2 separate regions of the Mus musculus genome follow, and region 2 is linked to region 1. A link is a contact called in public targeted proximity ligation data. All regions are on one chromosome and are shown on one strand. The core of a region is the stretch at or near the end of the contact, and the rest is flanking DNA. Distances in the headings are between cores, read along the strand shown. Region 1 holds the start of 1700122C19Rik (RIKEN cDNA 1700122C19 gene). Region 2 has its middle 22 kb from the start of Gm32294.

The links.
Region 2: a contact with region 1 is called in a targeted proximity ligation map of pancreatic cancer cells. A contact is called at or near these places in 9 of 39 promoter capture datasets (the 3T3-L1 cell line, 3T3-L1-derived adipocytes, cranial neural crest and 6 more), 15 of 484 Hi-C or Micro-C datasets (the AML12 cell line, LSK cells, bone marrow-derived macrophages and 6 more), 8 of 130 datasets of targeted methods (the 230-238 cell line, bone marrow-derived macrophages, embryonic fibroblasts and 3 more) and 2 of 9 other capture datasets (adipose tissue and liver).

What each region holds. Positions count from the first base shown.
Region 1 is chr19:37,463,577-37,466,869 of GRCm38.p6, forward strand. 1700122C19Rik (RIKEN cDNA 1700122C19 gene) reads left to right here and starts at 1,678. Exons shown (of 2, transcript NR_131009.1): 1 at 1,678-1,747.
Region 2 is chr19:37,513,469-37,516,761 of GRCm38.p6, forward strand. No RefSeq gene overlaps it. Among named protein-coding and RNA genes, the nearest start is that of Gm32294, 22 kb to the left of the region's middle.

The DNA.
Region 1 (3,293 bases), core at 428-2,927:
GGAAATCTATGTCTTCTGGGAGCCTTAGCACGTGCCTGGGTCCTGCTAGGGAGATGGAGGTGGGAGAATCACTTATTTTGTTTCTAGGAGTTTGAGATCAGTCTGGGTGGGTCTCATGGGAGAACCACTGGGAGAGAAGAATGTTTGCTCTTTGTTATAAAGTAACAGAGTGCTGGATTCAGCAGCACATATGGAAAAAGACGCAGTAACAGAGAGGATGAGCAAGGCCCCTGTGGGAGGAGGGCATGCAACTTCATAAAGTGTCCTCTTACTCTAATGTTGGTAGACCTTGAACTCCATATGTAGCTAGAGAGGACCTAGGATTCTTGATTTTCCTGCTTTTAATCTGGAATTACAGGTGTGAGCCACCACAATATCATCATTTTATTTTATTTTTTTTCTGAGACAGGGTTTCTCTAGGTAAAATAAACCTTTTTATCATTTTATTTTATTTTATTTTATTTTATTTTATTTTATTTTATTTTATTTTATTTTTAGACAAGTGCAGTTATGGCTGTCCTGGAACTTGTTCTGTAGACCAGGCTGGCCTTGAACTCAGAGATCTGACTGCCTTTGCCTCTGAGTGTGGAAATTAAAGGCGTATACTACTACCTCACCTGGCTAATATCAACATTTCAAAGTTGAAGTAAAAATTTATGCCCACCAATCTTAGATATTTTTCCATTGACTTAGTACAAGGGGACCAGAGCCCAAGAGGTGGGGCCTGGAACTCATTATGTGGACCAGACTGGCCTGAAACACGCAAAGGTCTGCTTGCAGGGATTAAAGGCCTGCACCACTCTGCCCAGCGTATGTTCTGTTCTTAATCCACCCCTTTCAGCCTTGCTACACATCAATGACTCTTAAAGATGCCGCCGAGCTATCGCTTTTCTGAAACTCCTGATTTTGGTGGTTGATTTTCTGGAATGTCATTGGTGCTTGCTCGAGTCATCTCAGCCCTGCATTAGCTACCAAAGTCAAGTAGTTCTGAGAGGGGCTGTATTTGGAGAAACATGCCAGTACTCCTACCAGCCTACTCCCCTCCCACACCCCTGTGCTCTTGGCTTCATGGAAAGACCTTTCCATTTCCTCTCCTATCTGACGTGAGCAGAGAGGCAGCTTCTAAGAAGGGATATGCTTTACGTCCCAAGGGCCCGCGTCTGGGGCTATACGGGGCTCACATGGAAGATTCAGTTCCTCCCTTGCTTGAACTCAAGATTCTTGGAAGCTGGGCTCCTCCCCTTAGAAAAAGACATCCAAGAGAGTCATATAGTAAAAGGAGGCATACTCTCTTTTAAACAAATTTATCAGTTTACCACAGCATAGTACTGAGTTAGCAGGGTCAACAGGCAGCAGTCACTGTCCTCTGCTGTTTGATTGGCGAGCTACTCTCACTAAGAGCCAAGAAAACCCTTTCTGATTAATATCTTGATAAACTACATCTTGTTGTTGTTTTAGTGTTGCTGCCGCTGCTGTGTGCGCGCGTGCGCGTGTGCGTGTGTGTATTGGGGGGGGGGGTGCTGCTGAAACTCTTTTCATTGAATCTTCCCGGATGGTTGCCCATTTGAGTGGAAAGTGTTGACTTATCTAAAGCGGCATTGATGAGGAGGCTTCTGGGATTTTTATTGTGACGTCACACAACGACCAGCTTTGGTGGTTGCTTCCTTCCCCCCCTTTGAGAAACATGAGGACATTAGGCGAGTGAGCAGGAGCCCTGAAGGCGATGGCAGGAAGAGGAATTGCCAAGGTGAATGGAGTCTGAGAACACTAGTTATTGTAAGGGACAGAGTATGTAAAAACACTGAAAAGCCCTTCAGCGGACAGTCACCATTTTGGGACTTCCCACCCCGGTGAGATCTGGGACTGGACAGCTCTGTTGTAGGGGGCTGTCCTGTGCAGGTAAGGTGTTGAGTCTCTGCCTAGTGATACCAGAAGCTCCCTTTCCACGCCTCCAAGCATGATAAAGATCTTTGCACGCTGTAACACATTCCCTGGGAACAAAGTCTCTAGTTGAGAACCGTTTTCTAGATGTACAATTATGAATCTCAAGCGTGGCTTTCTCTCCAGCTTTGTCCATGGTGTCATTTAAGATGACTGAACTCTGACCGCCTTCAGGGGCTCTTCCTCATGGATGGCTCTGCCATCTGACCTTCTGCAGTAAGATCTTTCGTTTGCACTGTCCCATCCTTAGCTTCTCTTTTTTCTCTTCCTTCTCCTCTTTCTTATTCTATGCACGGAATGCAGCTCTGAGCAACCATTCAAGGATAGCTTAACAATCAATTCAGAGTTCTTTTTCCCTGATGTCATCTGTGACACCTTGAATGAAGTCCAGACAAAATTTTTCTAATCATTTCAAAAGAACATGAATGCTTTATTTCTTATCTGGGGTCTTACTGTTCTGCCTAGGGTAGCCTTGAACTCCCAGGCTCAAGTTATGCTCATGACTCAAACTTCTGAGTATTGGAACTAAAAACATATGCCATTACACCCACAGATTAAGTATTTTTTCATTTGAAACAAAAATCTAAGTTTGAGAAACTTATGAGTTCTGAGAGGCCTTCGGAAGGAATGGCAGAGTCACTAATGCTAACAACAGCTCGGGCGCATGGTACACTCTCTATCGGTGCCACAGGCACAATTCGATCCAGTGCACTCTGTCACTGCTCTGTCAGTGCTTTGTAGTTGAGGGCACAGAGGTTTAATGAAGTGATTTATTCAAGTCTCCAGAGCTGAAGGGGCAGCATGAAGAGTTGAACCAAGGCAGCATGACTCTCGGCTGTACTTCGACACCTCCCTCCCTGCCCCCATCATTTAGATGTAGTCCTTAAGGGATAAAGGGTCACCAAATGAGACCTGAGCACAAGAGGAGGGGTGGCTTTTCAGGAGTTCTAAGAAGGCATTGGCTGAGTCCTGAGGCTCCAGCTTGCAGTGGCTGGCCCTATGCAAATAACCAAGTGAATGTGGTCCCATTTCTGTTTCCATCTGTCTTAGTGAAACTGCCTCTGCTTAGCGGGGTGGAGTATTGCTTTCCAGTTTAGAAAGTTAATCTACTGAGGGCAGCTGAAGTGAAGAATATGGTTCAAGAGAGTGACCCAGCTAGCAGGTGTTGGGGGCAGAAGGTGGGGGTGGAGAATGGAGGGCCGCAGAATTGAGAGGAAGTTGAACTTTTGAATCATTTAGGAACATGGGGTGTGTGTGTGTGGGGGGGGGAAGTGTGTGCGTGTGTGGGGGAAGAATCCAAAACTTTAATAGCACCTACACCTTAGCTTTTCTAAATTCTTTTTGAGGCTCAT
Region 2 (3,293 bases), core at 278-2,777, 50 kb after region 1:
CATAGCATGCCCCAGTAACATTGCTCTGTTGTTTCATTTGTGTTGCTGTGATAAAACACTCTGACCAAAACCAACTTGGGTAGCAAAGTGTTAATTTGGCTTCTAGTTTGAGGTCACAGTCCACTACTGAAGGATGACAGGGCAGGAACAAGAAGTGTTTTACTGTTTCACACAGCAAAATCTATGATCTGAGAACTCACATCCAAGTAGGTACATCAGAAACCATGTAAGAATGGTGCTTGGTGGTCTGCTCAGGCATTGGCTCAGCCAGCTTCCTTATACAGCCCAGGACCACCTACCTAGGGAATGGTACTGCCTACAGTGGGCTGGGACTTTCTGCATCAACTGACGATCAAGACAACCCCCTCACTCAACAGACCAATCTGCTCTGTGCAATCCTTCAGTTGAGACTTTCTTCTCAGGGGATGCTAGGTTATATTAAGTTGACAGTTAAAGCTAACTAGGATACCTGGCCATCAAACTTTTAAAGTCTTTGGGGGATCCTACTCGTATTTAGGCCAATGTATCCATTAATGACAGTAAAAATCGTCTCAATACTTGTAAGGAAGATCTATACTTTAAAACATATATTAAATTGATAATTGTCTATTCTCTCTGTCCATGCATTTAAAAAAATCATTGAATGCATTCATTACCTGGGCCATTGAGATAGCTCAGTGAGTAAAAGTGCATGCTGTACAAGCTTAAAGACACAAGTTCAAATCCCACATCCTGTGGTAGAGGAATTAAACTGACTTCTGACTTCTGCATGAACACCATGGCACCTGCAAGCCAGAACACACACACACACACACACACACACACACACACACACACACACACACACACACACAGATGCACAGAGGCACACTGATAAATAAAATTAAAAATAAATTTAATGAATATGTACTATAGGCCATACATGGGATTAGGCTCTGGGCATACCAAGATGAATTGAAGCTTATGATGTCTGAGGATTATTCTAGAAGGTTTTACAAAGTCCTCTCATTCAGCTATTGTGCAGGTGGAACAGCAGTTTAGTGGGGTGATAATGAGAGAAAGCATTGTAAAACGGAGGCATTTCAGAGTTTACTTAATATAGCATTTACAGACAGTCCTGAGTAAAATCTTACAGAAAAGGTGCGAGTCCACTTAAGAGTGATAGGAAGTGAAACGCACTTCCCCCAAATCTTATTCATAAGGCTTTTTAAATTAAACAATTAGCATTTGTTTGTTTGTTTTACTTTTTAAAAGAAGGTCTCATTCTGTCACCCAGGTTGACCTCCTGAACGCTGGAATTACAGGTGTGCACCACTAACTAGGCTTGGCACTGAGCCTAGAATTTATATTTTCCATCTCTGCTGCTTCTGCCCTCTGTGACCAGTCCAGGCCGCGAGGATTTTTCTCATATCACTGCACAACTGCCTTTCATTTCCGCCCAGAAGCAACCCCAGCACACCAGAGCCCCATGGAGTGAAACACTGCGTCTTACTTGTGAGCCAGGGCTCCAGCAGAGCAGAAAGCATGACTAACATCTTCTCCACCGCTACATTTAGTAAAACTATATGCAGAATCTACACTGTAACCAAGTAGGGGGTGTGGCATCCTTCTATCCTAAGATACTTTTAAATAGGTTTCCCCTTCTTCCTCTCTCATGGTGACCACACAAGCCTGGCACCTACCCAGGATGCATTTTAAATCAGTGAGTCATTAGGCTATGTTAGGAGGGCTAACCTTATGCAAAGCTGCTCCCGCCAACGAAACAGAAAGGCTTCCAGGACCACTATTCATTTCAAGGAGAGAGTAAACACTTTAGCCAGGGCAGTGCCCTAGTTCAGCAGATTTTTCTTTATGTCCGAGTGCAGTGTGCTGGCAATGAAGAGCAATTGAGAAGTCATAACCAAGAAGATGATTGTGCAGGGCCCTCAGGGTCCCCTGTAAAGTTCTGCTGGTGACCTGAGAGTCACTGCTTGACCACATAGCCAAATATTTGTATTAGGTGTTCCTGTGTTTAACACACTAATTAGAAAGATGGCATTCTTTGACTGCCCGCCCCCCCCAAATCATTTGACTCCTAATCTCTTTCTAGAAACGGCTGCTGGATAAATGGGACTAAGAGTGTGCTTTCTGAAGAGAGACTTTACTGTGTTGCAATAAATCCAGGGGCTGGGGACATTAATGCACCTGAAGTGCTCTTAATGTGTGGGGATCATCCTTCAGGCCCTGTTGCAGAGAACTTTACCTTGAGGGTCATAAATCCTTTGATAAATGACCCTAATGGGAAAAGCTTCATCAAAGGAAACATGGACTCTAAACATAGGTAAATGTATTGGCCAGAATGGAGGCTTCAAGACAGGTGGGGAGACCTTGACACTGTGGGGGATAAACTCACAGCATTTATTTCTGGTGAGGCTGAACGACTGGCTCTGAGAGGTGGTATCCAGGGGAAAATAAGACACCAGTGGGACTCCCCCCTCCCAGGCCCTAAAGCAATGCATTTCTCTTTCTCTTTTCCGTTTATAATCCAGGATGTGGTAGGGACTGCAGGAATAGAAAGCTCCTATCAAAGTGAGTTCTGAGGGCTGGTGAGGAAACTCGGTTTGTAAAGGACTTTCATTGCATGCACAAAGCTGGGATTTTGATTCCCAGTACCGTGTAAACTGGCCATGGTAGCCCGTAATCCAAGCAGATGGGGCAGAAGGAAGATCAGGAGCTTAAATCATCCTTGGCTATACAGTGAGTTTGAGGCCAGCTTGGGCTACATGAGACGGCATAGTCTGAGCCAAGTACAGTCTGAGAACTCCATCGTGGTAATACCAAGAAATTGAAATAAAACAAACACTTTCTAGCGCTACCAAATCCTACCCGGATCTTTGGTAGTGACGACTGAGGCAGGGGAGTGAGTGGGCTCAGAAACTGTATTTTATTTTTAAAATATTATCTAGAACTTAAAAATATTTATTATAATTCATTTCATTTAAAAGTATTATGTACTGTGTTTTAAAATAGTAACAATAAGATTATTACATGTTAACACAGATATAAATAAAATAGATAATAATATAATATAAAATAGATATATTTTCCAAAATAACAATTTGTGAGAATAATGCTTTTTATATGTTTTTGCTAGTATCTTTAGTATCCATCCTAACAGACAACAGGTGGCCCCTCTTGTTGGCACTGCATTGAACCGTTGGTGATAGGCTGTTTTGGTAGGAAGTCCACTCCCAGACAAATACAAAGTTAGAAAAAAATGGATTTTTTTTTAGATCTATCTGTCTATCTATCTA